3 separate regions of the Mus musculus genome follow, and regions 1 and 2 are each linked to region 3. The links are chromatin contacts, called in public HiChIP or PLAC-seq and Micro-C maps. All regions are on one chromosome and are shown on one strand. Each heading gives the region's core, a stretch centred on a gene start, on an enhancer-like site or on the middle of the called end of the contact. The rest is flanking DNA. Distances are from core to core; before and after follow the strand shown. Region 1 holds the start of Gmps (guanine monophosphate synthetase). Region 2 holds the start of Plch1 (phospholipase C, eta 1). Region 3 has its middle 68 kb from the start of Strit1.

Region 1 (3,786 bases), core at 1,030-3,529, 420 kb before region 3:
ACAAGGTAACCCATCCTATCCACGTTTAAAAAAGAAAAAAGAAAAAAATGACCTACAGACTTGCCTACCGTCCACCTGGGAGGCATTTTCTTAACTGCTTTCTATTTATCTTTCCAAATAACAAAAAGCCAAACAGAACACTCATTTATATAAAATATTGGTACAGAATTTCTAAAAGTTTTAAAAACAAGGGCTGGGTTAATGGCTCTGGGGTTATGAGCACTGCACTGCCTGCTCTTCCTGAGGATCCAGGTTCAATTCTTTGAACCCACATGGCAGCTCACAACTGTCTGTAATTCCAGTCCCAAGGGATCTTATGTCATTTTCTGGCCTCCATGACCACACGGGCACGAACATGTGGTACACAGACACACTTGCAAGAATAACACCATAAATGTACGTGTGTGTGTGTGTGTGTGTGTGTGTGTGTGTGTGGAGGAGGCTAGCCTTACACTGATGTATGTCTTCTCACTGACGGTGCTGGAATAGCATCTGTGATGGTTAATCCTAATAGGCCAGCTTAAGAATTACTTTATTACTTTTATTAAGTTTTTTTGCATTTTATTTTTAAATTCCTTATAACAGTGTTGTGCCTATATGTTTGTCTGCACCATTTGCATGCAGTGTCTACAGGGACCAAGTGAGGATGTTGGATCATCTGAGCTGGAATTACAGACAGCTGTGAGTTGGCCACTCTACCACATGACCTTGACATAAAATTTAGCTATTCACCTTAAACTCAAATAAATCACAATGATCAAAAATATCATCTTAAGAAAATATTGAGCCGGGCAGTGGTGGCACACGCCTTTAATCCCAGCACTTGGGAGGCAGTGGCAGGCGGTTTTCTGAGTTCGGGGTCAGCCTGGTCTACAGAGTGAGTTCCAGGACAGCCAGGGCTACACAAAGAAACCCTGTATCGGAAAAAAAAAAGCAAAATAATAATTAAAAAATGTTGAAAAAATACTGAAATAATTTTGTGAAAATATTCTTCTAGATCGCAGTAGGTTCTATAAAACCGCAGCGAACTCATCCACCATAAAGATGAGTTCCAGTGAGTTGTAAGATTAAAAATTAAAGACAAATGTACAAAACTGTAAGGTGAGACTTATTCTTCAGACCATGACAGGTGCCTAGGTTTGAAAATATAGGAGCTACCTAATAATGTTTATTCATTTGTTCAACACAGGTTTTTGAATGATTCCTACATATTAAGCAGCCATTCGCGAGTTTGTGACACTTAAGCTCCATGTTTGCAAGGGCAGAAATTATTCCTGGCTCTAGAACAGCTATCCAAAAGTTTGGAGTTTCATACACCCGAAGAGAAATTTAACCAGATTGCTAAAGCTAGGTCACAAGCATGCACAAGCGTGATGTACACCTTGCTAAAGTAAATTATATTCCAACACCGCAGTTTCTCGATGACAAAACTGACTTTGTGAAGGTCAGAAAGCTCTCCAGGTCAAAGACGATTAGGTCGGAAGGGAAAGGGGACCAATTCAGACCAGGCAATTAAGAACGATGTCTAAGGCTGGGAGTTGGAAGCCACAAACGGGCATCAACGGCCCAACGCTCTCGCGTCTTGGCTAACGCAGTTAACTTTTTCCAGCACCCGTGGAGAACCTGGCTCCCAAGAAAAGGCCCCAAAGGCGGGAAAATGTCCCCGAAAACTAGCACGTAATACACGAGACAGAGTGCGCAGGAGCAGAACCTTTAACTCTACCCCTCCGAGGATGGCGGGAGAAGAGGGTGAGAAGCACACCTGGGCCCAGGAACAGAAGCTGTGGTCAATAGAGTCAGAAAGGCCTGCACTAGGCTGGAAAGAATACAGGCCCGCCTGGCCGGACCGCCGCAGGCGAGGCCCCGACCCTGCCCTGCGGTTGAAGGGCCCCGAAGTCCCCAAGAATCGCGGCCCACAGCCAGGTCGCCTCTCCGCTGGAACTCGATGCTTCACTAGCAAAGCCAACAAAGCGCCTCGGATGCAATAAAGCCGCGCCGCAGGCCGGGCTGACACATGTAGAGCGCCACTGACCCGGCCGAGGGAGACGGACGGACCCCCAGGTCTCGCTCACGCTGCCGGAGGGCGGCAGAGACGCCAATCACAGACTGACCTTGGAATCTCCGTTGCACAGGGCCATCGGGGACCAACGCCGCGGGTGCAGACTGCTGGCAAGGCCTGGACGCCAGAGGCTCAACACCGGGACCGGCAGAAGCGTGAAGAACAAGAGCAGCCCGGAACCTAACAGCGGCCTCAGAACACAGAAGCGCGCGCAGGCCCTGCCTCCAGCTTCCGCCCGACCTCCTCTAACCGGCCCCGCCTCTTAGAGGCGGGACCATGCAAGCCCCGCCCTCGTCGTCACCCCGGGAAGATAACACCAAACCTACCAGAAAGGAAAGCATCAGCCATGCCCCCAGTCTGGGCAATAGAACTGGATGTGATAGCTGACAATAATTAAGTAGTGGCTACATACCACCTCAAACTTCAAGTTTTTATAAACTGCAAGATACATTTAAGTAATGGATTCACCGTGTCACAAATAGTGGCTCAATTTTTCTGGTTTTTTTTTGTTTTATTTTGGTTTTGTTGTTTTTCTAAATAAGGTCACTCAGCAGACCAGGCTAGCCTCAAAGTTACATCCAGCTGCCTCTGACTCCTAAGTGCTAAAATTAAAGGTGTGTGCCATCACCTCTGTTTTTTAACAATAAGCTGTAGATTCCTCAGAGAGCCTACCTTGTTGAAGAAATTATATTTATTTGATTGCCTGTTTAGTTTTTGTTTGTCTGTTTCTTTTTTCTTTTGTAAGAATGTATGGTAGCCAGTCACCACCTTTGATCCCAGCAATCTGGAGGCTGAGGCAGGCACATCTTAGTTCCAGGCCAGATTTTTTTTTCTTTTTTTTTTTTTTTTGGTTTTTCAAGACAGGGTTTCTCTGTATAGCCCTGGCTGTCCTAGAACTCACTTTGTAGACCAGGCTGGCCTCGAACTCAGAAATCCGCCTGCCTCTGCCTCCCGAGTGCTGGGATTAAAGGCGTGCGCCACCACGCCCGGCTCAGATTTTTAAAAATAAGGAAAGAAAGTAATTAAAAGAAAAATGTTCAGAGGCTCTTGATCTCTCTCTCTCTCTCTCTCACTCTGGTGCCAGAACAGCCAGGGCTATACAGAGAAACCCTGTCTCAAAAAAAAAAAAAAAAAAAAAAAAAGAAGAAGAAGAAAAGAAAGAAAGAAAGAAAGAAAGAAAGGGAAAAGGGAAAAGGGAAAAGGGAAAAGGGAAAAGGGAAAGGGAAAGGGAAAGGGAAAGGAAAGGAAAGGAAAGGAAAGGAAAGGAAAAAAGAAAACCCAACATCCTCCCATGGCCTCAGTGCCTATAAACACATGTACACATAACCCCCCCCCCCCCAACACACACACAATGAAATAAGAACTTTTGCAAGCAACAGCAAAAAAGAATGGCTGATGTGAAGGAAGAAGCCAGGTGTCATTGGTGTCCTAACACTTGCTAGTGCATCCCTGTGAGTTGGAGGCCAGCCTAGGACACATAGAAAAAGACAGGAAAGGAGAACTGCTGTGGATGATAAAGGACACAGATAGGATTTATGATAAACTATCAAGTAATAAAAGCTGGAAATGTTAAAGAATCATTTTCAGCTATCATAACAATAGTAAATTAGGACATGAAATATTAGTAGATGCTAAAATTAAAGAGTGGAAGATAAGAAGCAAGTTTTATTTATACTGTCACAGAGTATCTTCCCACATTATTACTTATGCAATGTAAAATAGCAAAT
Region 2 (4,040 bases), core at 1,168-3,667, 350 kb before region 3:
AATTGAAAAGTTTTATTTGGGTGACTCATAGGAATAAGGGTGAGGGAATATTTGCAGAAGCAGAAATGGGTTGCGTACAGCTGCTTCACCAAAGCCCATCTCAGCACAGGTGACAGCTCATAGAGCTCACTGCACAGCCTGTAGGCTGCTCAACAGGTTGGAGAGTGTCCTTTCCAGGTGCCTCAGTTGGTCTAAACCTCTTGCAGGCAGCTTGACCGGTTTCAGCTTCTTCCAGACAGCTTTTGTGGTCTCAGAATCTCTCTAGCTTTTCTCCTCTGAGAGTCTTCCTTGCATCTGAGCTTCATTTCCTCTGAGGGGGACTCTCAACTTTTATTACTTACACAGGCAGATAGAGGCCTAATGAATCTGGTTAGTTTCAGGGACTTCCGGAGTTGTTATTCTTCTTGCTTTAGGAGTTTCCTAAGGATGGAATATATCAATCTCCCCTAGAAAAGAACTGTTACACAGCAGCAAGCAAAACACCAATACAAATAAGACAATAGAAATATTTCTAAAAGAAAGAAGGGGGTTATTACACATTCTTGTCCTTCTTTTCATGTATTTGGAATGTTGCATGGTTTCAAATTTTTAAACTTCAGTGTTACAGAAATAAACAGCACCATAACCAAGAATACATACAAAGACACTTGTCAAGAAGTTTGTGTCTGCGTTTATTTTAACCCCTGCGTCTGTGATCTTTCAGTTCCAGAAAGACAAACACAGGAGGCTAAAGGATGGATAACCATGACTGATGGAGAGTTTAATTATCTTGCCTCTTTCTTTTTTTCTTTCTATTCACCATGGTGATTACCACCAAAGAGAAACTCTAAACAGGCCTTTTTCTACACAAAGAAAAGCAATTTCGAGGCAAACAATGCTTGTCTTTTTTTCCTTTCTTCTGTATTATCTACCTATCTATCTATCTATCTATCTATCTATCTATCTATCTATTTGGTGCTGGCGATTTCAGGTTCTCAAAGCATACTTCACATTTACAACCTCAACCCTACTTAATTTCCTGTAAATTAGGTGTTTGCGATCTGGGTAAAGAAAAAAAGGGGGAGAGGACAAAGGAAGAAAGAAAAATTAGGAAATTAAATATTTTTCCTTATGAAGCCAAAAGACCTTGCAATTCCTTTTCTAAATTGAATTCTTCCTTGTAGTCTGTAACTAGTCTGGTTGCTTTTTTCTTTCTTTTTTTTCCAAGCGTCCAGGATAGCTTTCAGGATAAAGTTTCTTTTTGCCCATGATGCTTTGCCGTCACATTGTAATTGCCTCTGTTGAACTGAATAATACAAATGGGTTGTTTCTATGGTATCGGCTAGGCTAAGACGGATGAAAAGGTGAAATACTATATCTTGTGCTGAGAGGTCACTGAGCATCCCTCCTCCCACTCCCCCACTGTCAGTCAAAGAGGACTAGTGATCTCTCCAGCCTCAGACTCTCCTTTATTACTTCCTGAACAAATTCACTCATGGAAGAAAAAAAGACTTTTGTTTATGTTGTCACCAGGCCCAGACAACCCCTGCTAATTCCATGTTGCCATGCCAGAGCTCCTGACTTTCTTACTGGAGGGAAGTTTTACTTTGAATGGTACACGGAGGGTCTTGTCCTCAGTTCCTCCCAGTTAGGCTTTGAACTAACAATAGGACAGGTTGAATCAAGACTGATAAAAGCCAAGTCCTGGAATCTTGAAGCCGGATCACTCCGCAGCACGCTATTCCCTTTCTACTGTTAGTGCGCTCAGATCTCATCTTTACTCAGCTTTTGAACACTTGCTGGGTGCAAACGTTCCGCTGCCGCCTGTGTGCTCTTTAACAGCACATTAGCTTTTCCAGCCCGCTAGCGGGTGAACTGACAATTAACTGGCTTGTTAATTAATGCCAACGAGTGATATTTGGAAGAGACTGAGGGATAACAAAGCATCCTATAACCTGCACTCCCTGTTCCTCAATTTGATTTTACTCAAAATGGATAGTTGAAAATAACAGATGCTATATTTATTGGAAAGGGAGAAGGGGGGAGGGGGAAGGGGGAGGAAAGAAAGGATTAGTCGTTTGGTGTTTTATTTTTGAAGCGGTTCAAACTCTTGTAAGAACATTGCACAGTTCGCTTCCCCTGAACTCTCCAACTTTGTTCCAGCAGCGTCTTTAACCCGCTAGCCACCTAAACTGAAAATCTATCAGAGGTGTCCCTGGTCTTGGAATTCTTTGAAATTTGCTGCGAGGGAGGACAGAAGAAGATCTTTATTCCCAGGGGTTCTGGCCTATGCCTAGCAGTAGCATCTTCATAAGGGGTCCACGTCCAGTTCTTGGCTCCTGTTCCTCGATGGCGCTCCAGTCCACTCGCGCGCGCTCCAGTTCCGGATTTGCCCTGAGCTGAGGGTTAAGAGGGAGGGTGCTCCAATGTGAGCATGAGGATTTGAATGAGAAAGCAGGTTGTGGCGGCAGCGCTGGTCTTTACTTGGAGCTCCTCTGTTGGTTCTGTTGGCTGGTGTGTAGTGGTGCCCATCTTGGGCTGGGGGGCTGTTTTGGAGGAATTGGGGTTGGAGTCACACCGGGACACTAGCAGATCACTCCAGCATTTGGGAGGTTGAGCCGGTTACAAAAACTCCGAGGATCCTTCATCAGCGGGATACTCAGAGCTGAGCAGGTCAGTGCTTTGGAGGGGGTGGGGGTGGGGGACAGGGAGAGGGCCGGGAGCAGGAAGAGGAGCACCGGACTGCCTCTCCAGCGTTGCGCGAGCAGGTGCTCGAATTCTTTCTGGGCAATCTCAGCCGCGAGCACCGGGTTGTGGTGTGTGCCAGGGTGCCTCGGCCCAGGAACTGGACCACAGTAGCTCGTGAGCTCCTAATGGAGCGCGTGGGCTTTTGTGCCTGAGCAAGACCTTCCCTGCCCTGGTTGGTGGCAGAGGTCCAGCCACCGGGAGGGTCCCGCATCGCGGCGGAATGATCCCACAAGACCTCCCCTGGCTCTGGCCGCCTGGAAAGCAGTTCTGCGGTCCCAGAAGCGCGCCCTTAGTTGCCGGTGCGAGTCTTACTGTTCAAAAAGCTCCGGGCATTAGGTGCGAGAAGGATTTACTCCAACTGCCCTTTCCTAGCGACAAATCATGGGTTACCGAAGCGACGCCCGGGCTGTGAAGGTGTTCTCTGCGCCTGCGCGGGATACCATGGCAACAGTACCGGGTCGGAGACGCCACTTGAAGAGCAGAGCTGTTTTGCTTTGCTTCACTGTGGAGCCCAAGTCTTTCTCTAGACTTTTTGTTTGTTTGTTTGTTTGTAGCTTGGAATCAACTTACGATCTCATTTTTGTTTTTTAAGAGTTTAGCATTGAAGTGATAGCCAGAGGTATGAAATAAAAAATATATAACTTTTTTCTCTCTTCTGTCATCATTTTGATCATGGTAGAAAAATAATGCTGAGAAACTGCTCATTGGAGCATTCAAGTTACCTCCTTTTATCCTGTGAAAAGGAAGATATGAATAAGACTTTATTTCCTGGTGCGGCTTTTTTAAACAATTGTATTAAGCTTGGGTTTCCACAGTGTGCAGACGACATCGTAGCTCCTGTGTACTCTGCATACAACCTGTTTATAACGTACAGAACCTGATGCTCTCCAAATGAACTAGTGTGTTAAATGCCGGTGAAGGGAAGCAAAGGTTCTCTCTGTCAACAGAGACGTTGCTTTTTAAGATGTGGGTTGCTTACTGCTGGCATTATGATCTTGTTCAGAAAATGAATGTTTTAAGACGCATTATTGCAGACTAGTCTTTCTTAAGCCGTCTGTTGACGACTTAAAATTGTGTCTTGAAAAACCTCTTCCCGTCTTTTAAGTTTCATTTGTTTGCACCCAGGGGAGCATTTGGTAAGAGTACAAATCTCCAGCGGTTTCTAGTGGGTGCTATAACTTGTTGTTACTATGTTTTCTTAGACTGCATCCCTATTTCGCAGCGCGATCGAGAGCTACTTGCTATGTAAATAAACTGATTAGAATTCAGATCACTGTTAATAAAAGTTTAAAATGGAGTTGCTTTTCTTGGGA
Region 3 (3,589 bases), core at 1,071-3,570:
GAATTGCTGGTGGTGTGAGTTTTGGAGAAAAGAGAAACATGCAGAGGCAGGCACACCTAGCAGGGTCATGTCTCTTCCTCCCTGTGTCCCTGAGGTGCAGCGAGTGGTCTCTGCAGATAATATGGTCAGTTGTTGAGGACTGTGAATGAAACCCCCAAACAAAATGGCCCCTTCCTTCCTCGAGTTTTCTGTGCGGTATGGTTTGGAGAGACCTCACGATGGCAGCTCTGCCATTCAAGACAAGTTGATAGTGCATTCACCTATAATCCATACCCACAGGAAACGGATATAAACCTGCGTAGTCAGAAGGCAGAAGCATAGCACTTTTCTGAAGCTGACTCCAAAACAGCAAACACCGCGTACAGTCTTAGCGACAAGGTGCAGTTATTCTTAGTCGTGAAATTTTGATATGCTATTCCCTTTGTGTTGGTCAGCTACAAATATGCAAGACAAGTCATCTTCTGAGGAAGAAAGGTTTATTATGGTTCATACTTGGGAAGGTTTCTAAGCATAGTTGCCTGACCTATTTGGGGTTACTGTGGGAGGCAGCTAATGATTCTGAGAGCTTGGCAGGAAGAGGCTCAGGTCACAGGGTTCCCTTTAAAGAAACAGCTTCACTTTCTTTCAATAGGCACCACATTTGAGTCTAACCACTTTCCAATACTGCCAACAACTTCAGATCAAACAGAGGCTTTGGGGACACATCCCAGCCAAAACACCTAGACTTCCAATTCCCTCTTTCTTTTCAATTTTCAATGTCTGCCACATTTTTGTTGTTGTTGAATGATGCCAAGAACTGATCACTGATATGACTGTGAAAGGGACACAAAAGGGGAAAGAAAACTCTGCCAAGAAACTTCTCTGCCCTGGTGCTTGCTAAAATAGAAGCAAGAGGTGCAACTTTTGTCTCAATGGAGGTATCTGTTAACTGGTTGCCATTTTCAACAAGAGTTCTGGTTGCTATTGATGTGGTCTCGGCACTTCATCTGGGATTAATGAGCACTGCGTCACATTTAAAATCTAGGGGCAGAGGTTTGTTCTGACGGAGACTAAGCAGCACACAGGCAGGGAACTGATGGAATGCTGCAGCCCCATGCTAGTTTGGGTTACTGTTGGCTTGTTGTTATAACTGATCACACCAATGCTGTCACAGAGGGCTCAGTGTCAGGGCTATGCTACTAGTGAAAAGAGTATGTTGAATGCATAATGAACGTTAGGTGGTCTTTCCCGATGAGACTTGCAATAGTATTGATATGTGTGCAGGCTATACCCCTTGTGTGAGCAAGGTAAGAGATCCTGCAAAGCCTGTAATTCATGTCCTTAGGAAAGTAGCAGTCCCTAAGCTCAGTACCTAAATGGTCTCAAGTCCCATTTGATTGATGCTTGGTAATATTGCTACTAAGGCTGACCTATCTTGTTTCTGAAATGCCACTGTGTCTTCCTGAAGAGAACTTTGAGAAAATCTAAAAGATCCGAGGAACTTCTCTGAATTTATGTACAGTAGGGAGCAGTACTTTGTCATGGTAGCTGTTACATAGTGTATCCCCTCTGCACTGGAACGGTTTTTGATGGAGACAAGGGTTGAGGGGCAAACCCAGCACCTGATTCTGGAAGCCTCCATCTGCCCCTGCCAGGATTCTTCCTATGTGTCTGCTCTTCAAAATATCTGTTACTGAATGTGTGGTACCATTTGCCAGAGTCTGTTGGTCTCGATGTGTCTACAATGGTGTCTGTTTGTGAGTCAGAGGCCCCTGAAGTGATCCACAGCCTCTAGTGGTGCTGGGTTTAGAAGCAGGTTCAGAGGAGGCTATGGTAGGAATCTATGGCAGACAAGTGAGTAGGGTTGGGAAAGAGAGTGGAATCCATTTTCATTTTATACTTAGACACTCCATGATTGGCTGATCATTTAGGATATGTGTAAGAGAGCTTCTGAAATGTGTGTGTGTGTGTGTGTGTGTGTGTGTGTGTGTGTGTGTGTGTGTATGTGTGAAAGAGAAAGAGAAAGAGAAAGAGAAAGAGAAAGAGAAAGAGAGGTACAGAGAGAGGTACAGAGAGAAAGGTGCATACCAGGCTAGAGCAAGTTTGGAGGAAATAAACAAACGTTGTTTATAATTTACAGATGGCTAAAAACAAAGTCAACCATCAGACATTGACATCTTATTTAGTGTATGTAACTCAGTATATGTTTAGTACAAAGGTCTCCTTTTGCCCACTTTTATGTGACTTTCCTGGTTTCTAATTACCTTACCACAGACCACACCACAGAAGAAATCTGCTTTCAATTGTCCTCTGAAGGCTTCCTGTCTCCCTGGCTCCACTCTAATCCACTACAGTGCTGAGAATGTGGAGACTGTGTAAAGACAGGAATAGAAAATTTGCACTTGTTGACTCTTTTGGGCGCCGGTTATTCTCCTTGGCTGATGAAATCACTTATAAAGCAGAGTTCGGTTTCTGTCACCAGCATGCATCTCACATTCGTCAGTAACATAAGTTGTTATTTAGGTTGGGTTCGTGGGGTCTGATCTGGCAAGCTCCCTGTTTTAACTTTCCTAGTTTGTTTTCTTGGAGACATTACAGAAAAACAAACTGGTGCCAAAGAGAATGTATGAAATATATGTGATAGAGGTTTCTAGACTTTGAATAGGAGGAAGCAGATGGGTGTGGTCCAGGAAGGGGTAATCAATAAAGTGAATCCTACAGCTGATCTAGCTTATTGTCTAGAGGCGACTTTCAGGGCAGAGTCTAGATGTCTTGCTGAGTCGCAGAGATGTGGGGAGAGGCCAAAGCAGAGGACCAATGACTCCACAGAGGTTCAAGGTTCTTTCTAGTTGTTGCTGAGGACTTCTGCACATCCAGGGGAAGGTACTTGATGGAGTCCAAGGAAAGACCTTCAGAAGGCTAGATTTAAATTGTTTCTGGAGCTCACAGTGGACTGTGTCTCTAGTCCAATCAGAGAGGGAGAAACTTGTGAGATCTGAACACTGAATAGAGTCAGAGAAGTGTGTCAACTTCCATAGGACCCTCTCAGATTTAGATTAAAAGCTTCTCTTTTCTAAACATAAAAATTATTTTTAAAAATATGTGTGTGTGTGTGTGTGTGTGTGTGTGAGAGAGAGAGAGAGAGAGAGAGAGAGAGAGAGAGAGAGAGAGGGGAACAGAGACAGAGACAGACAGAAAAAGTGTATCACAGTATCACAGGTTGTTTTCTGAGTTCAGAAACAACCTTGTGAGAGTTAGTTCTTTTCTTCTACCATGTTGGTTCTAGTGAAGAAACTTAAGTGATCAGACTGAGTTCAGGTGCTTTGCCTGGTAAACTATTTTGCTAGTCTGAGTCTAAATAGCTTCTTTTGATCCACCCTAATGAAAATAGAAGAAAAGTTTTAAGAAGACAATGTCTAAGTAACTACATCCTAGAACAAATTTCAGTACTCCTATGAAACCCACCACATAGAAATATAAAATCCACATTGTTCAACATATGTTCAACATAGTCCAAATGACTATGACTGCTTCCTGGAGATGTTGTAATGTACCACAAAGTAGGTGTATTGCACTAGGAATGTATCCTCTTATAGCCTGGAAGTCACAG

The links. Hi-C and Micro-C count contacts between places; a contact is called where the count stands out from the background. HiChIP or PLAC-seq counts read pairs in DNA pulled down with a chosen protein or histone mark.
Region 1: a contact with region 3 is called in a Micro-C map of palatal mesenchyme, with 2.0 times the contacts expected there. The contact joins the promoter of Gmps here to the enhancer-like site in region 3. A contact is called at or near these places in 3 of 39 promoter capture datasets (cranial neural crest, frontonasal cranial neural crest and maxillary cranial neural crest), 5 of 484 Hi-C or Micro-C datasets (cerebral cortex, embryonic stem cells, nephron progenitors and 2 more), 11 of 115 datasets of contacts at active chromatin or transcription factors (astrocytes, craniofacial prominence, embryonic basal ganglia and 6 more) and 1 of 9 other capture datasets (embryonic stem cells).
Region 2: a contact with region 3 is called in an H3K4me3 HiChIP or PLAC-seq map of craniofacial prominence, with 3 times the contacts expected there. The contact joins the promoter of Plch1 here to the enhancer-like site in region 3. A contact is called at or near these places in 11 of 39 promoter capture datasets (the 3T3-L1 cell line, the C10 cell line, the HPC-7 cell line and 6 more), 1 of 484 Hi-C or Micro-C datasets (embryonic fibroblasts), 18 of 115 datasets of contacts at active chromatin or transcription factors (bone marrow-derived macrophages, craniofacial prominence, differentiating embryonic stem cells and 10 more) and 3 of 9 other capture datasets (adipose tissue, embryonic stem cells and pancreatic islet).

Annotation. Positions count from the first base shown.
Region 1 is chr3:63,974,636-63,978,421 of GRCm38.p6, reverse strand. It overlaps Gmps (guanine monophosphate synthetase), which reads right to left and starts at 2,279. Exons shown (of 16, transcript NM_001033300.2): 1 at 2,112-2,279. The coding sequence starts at 2,138.
Region 2 is chr3:63,897,839-63,901,878 of GRCm38.p6, reverse strand. Plch1 (phospholipase C, eta 1) reads left to right here and starts at 2,417. Exons shown (of 24, transcript NM_001370984.1): 1 at 2,417-2,652.
Region 3 is chr3:63,550,597-63,554,185 of GRCm38.p6, reverse strand. No RefSeq gene overlaps it. Among named protein-coding and RNA genes, the nearest start is that of Strit1, 68 kb to the right of the region's middle. Within about 2 kb of position 2,320, at least 13 of the 459 cell types and tissues checked have an H3K27ac peak or open chromatin away from gene starts, as enhancers often do. A contact at or near this core is called in craniofacial prominence and palatal mesenchyme, where this site is marked.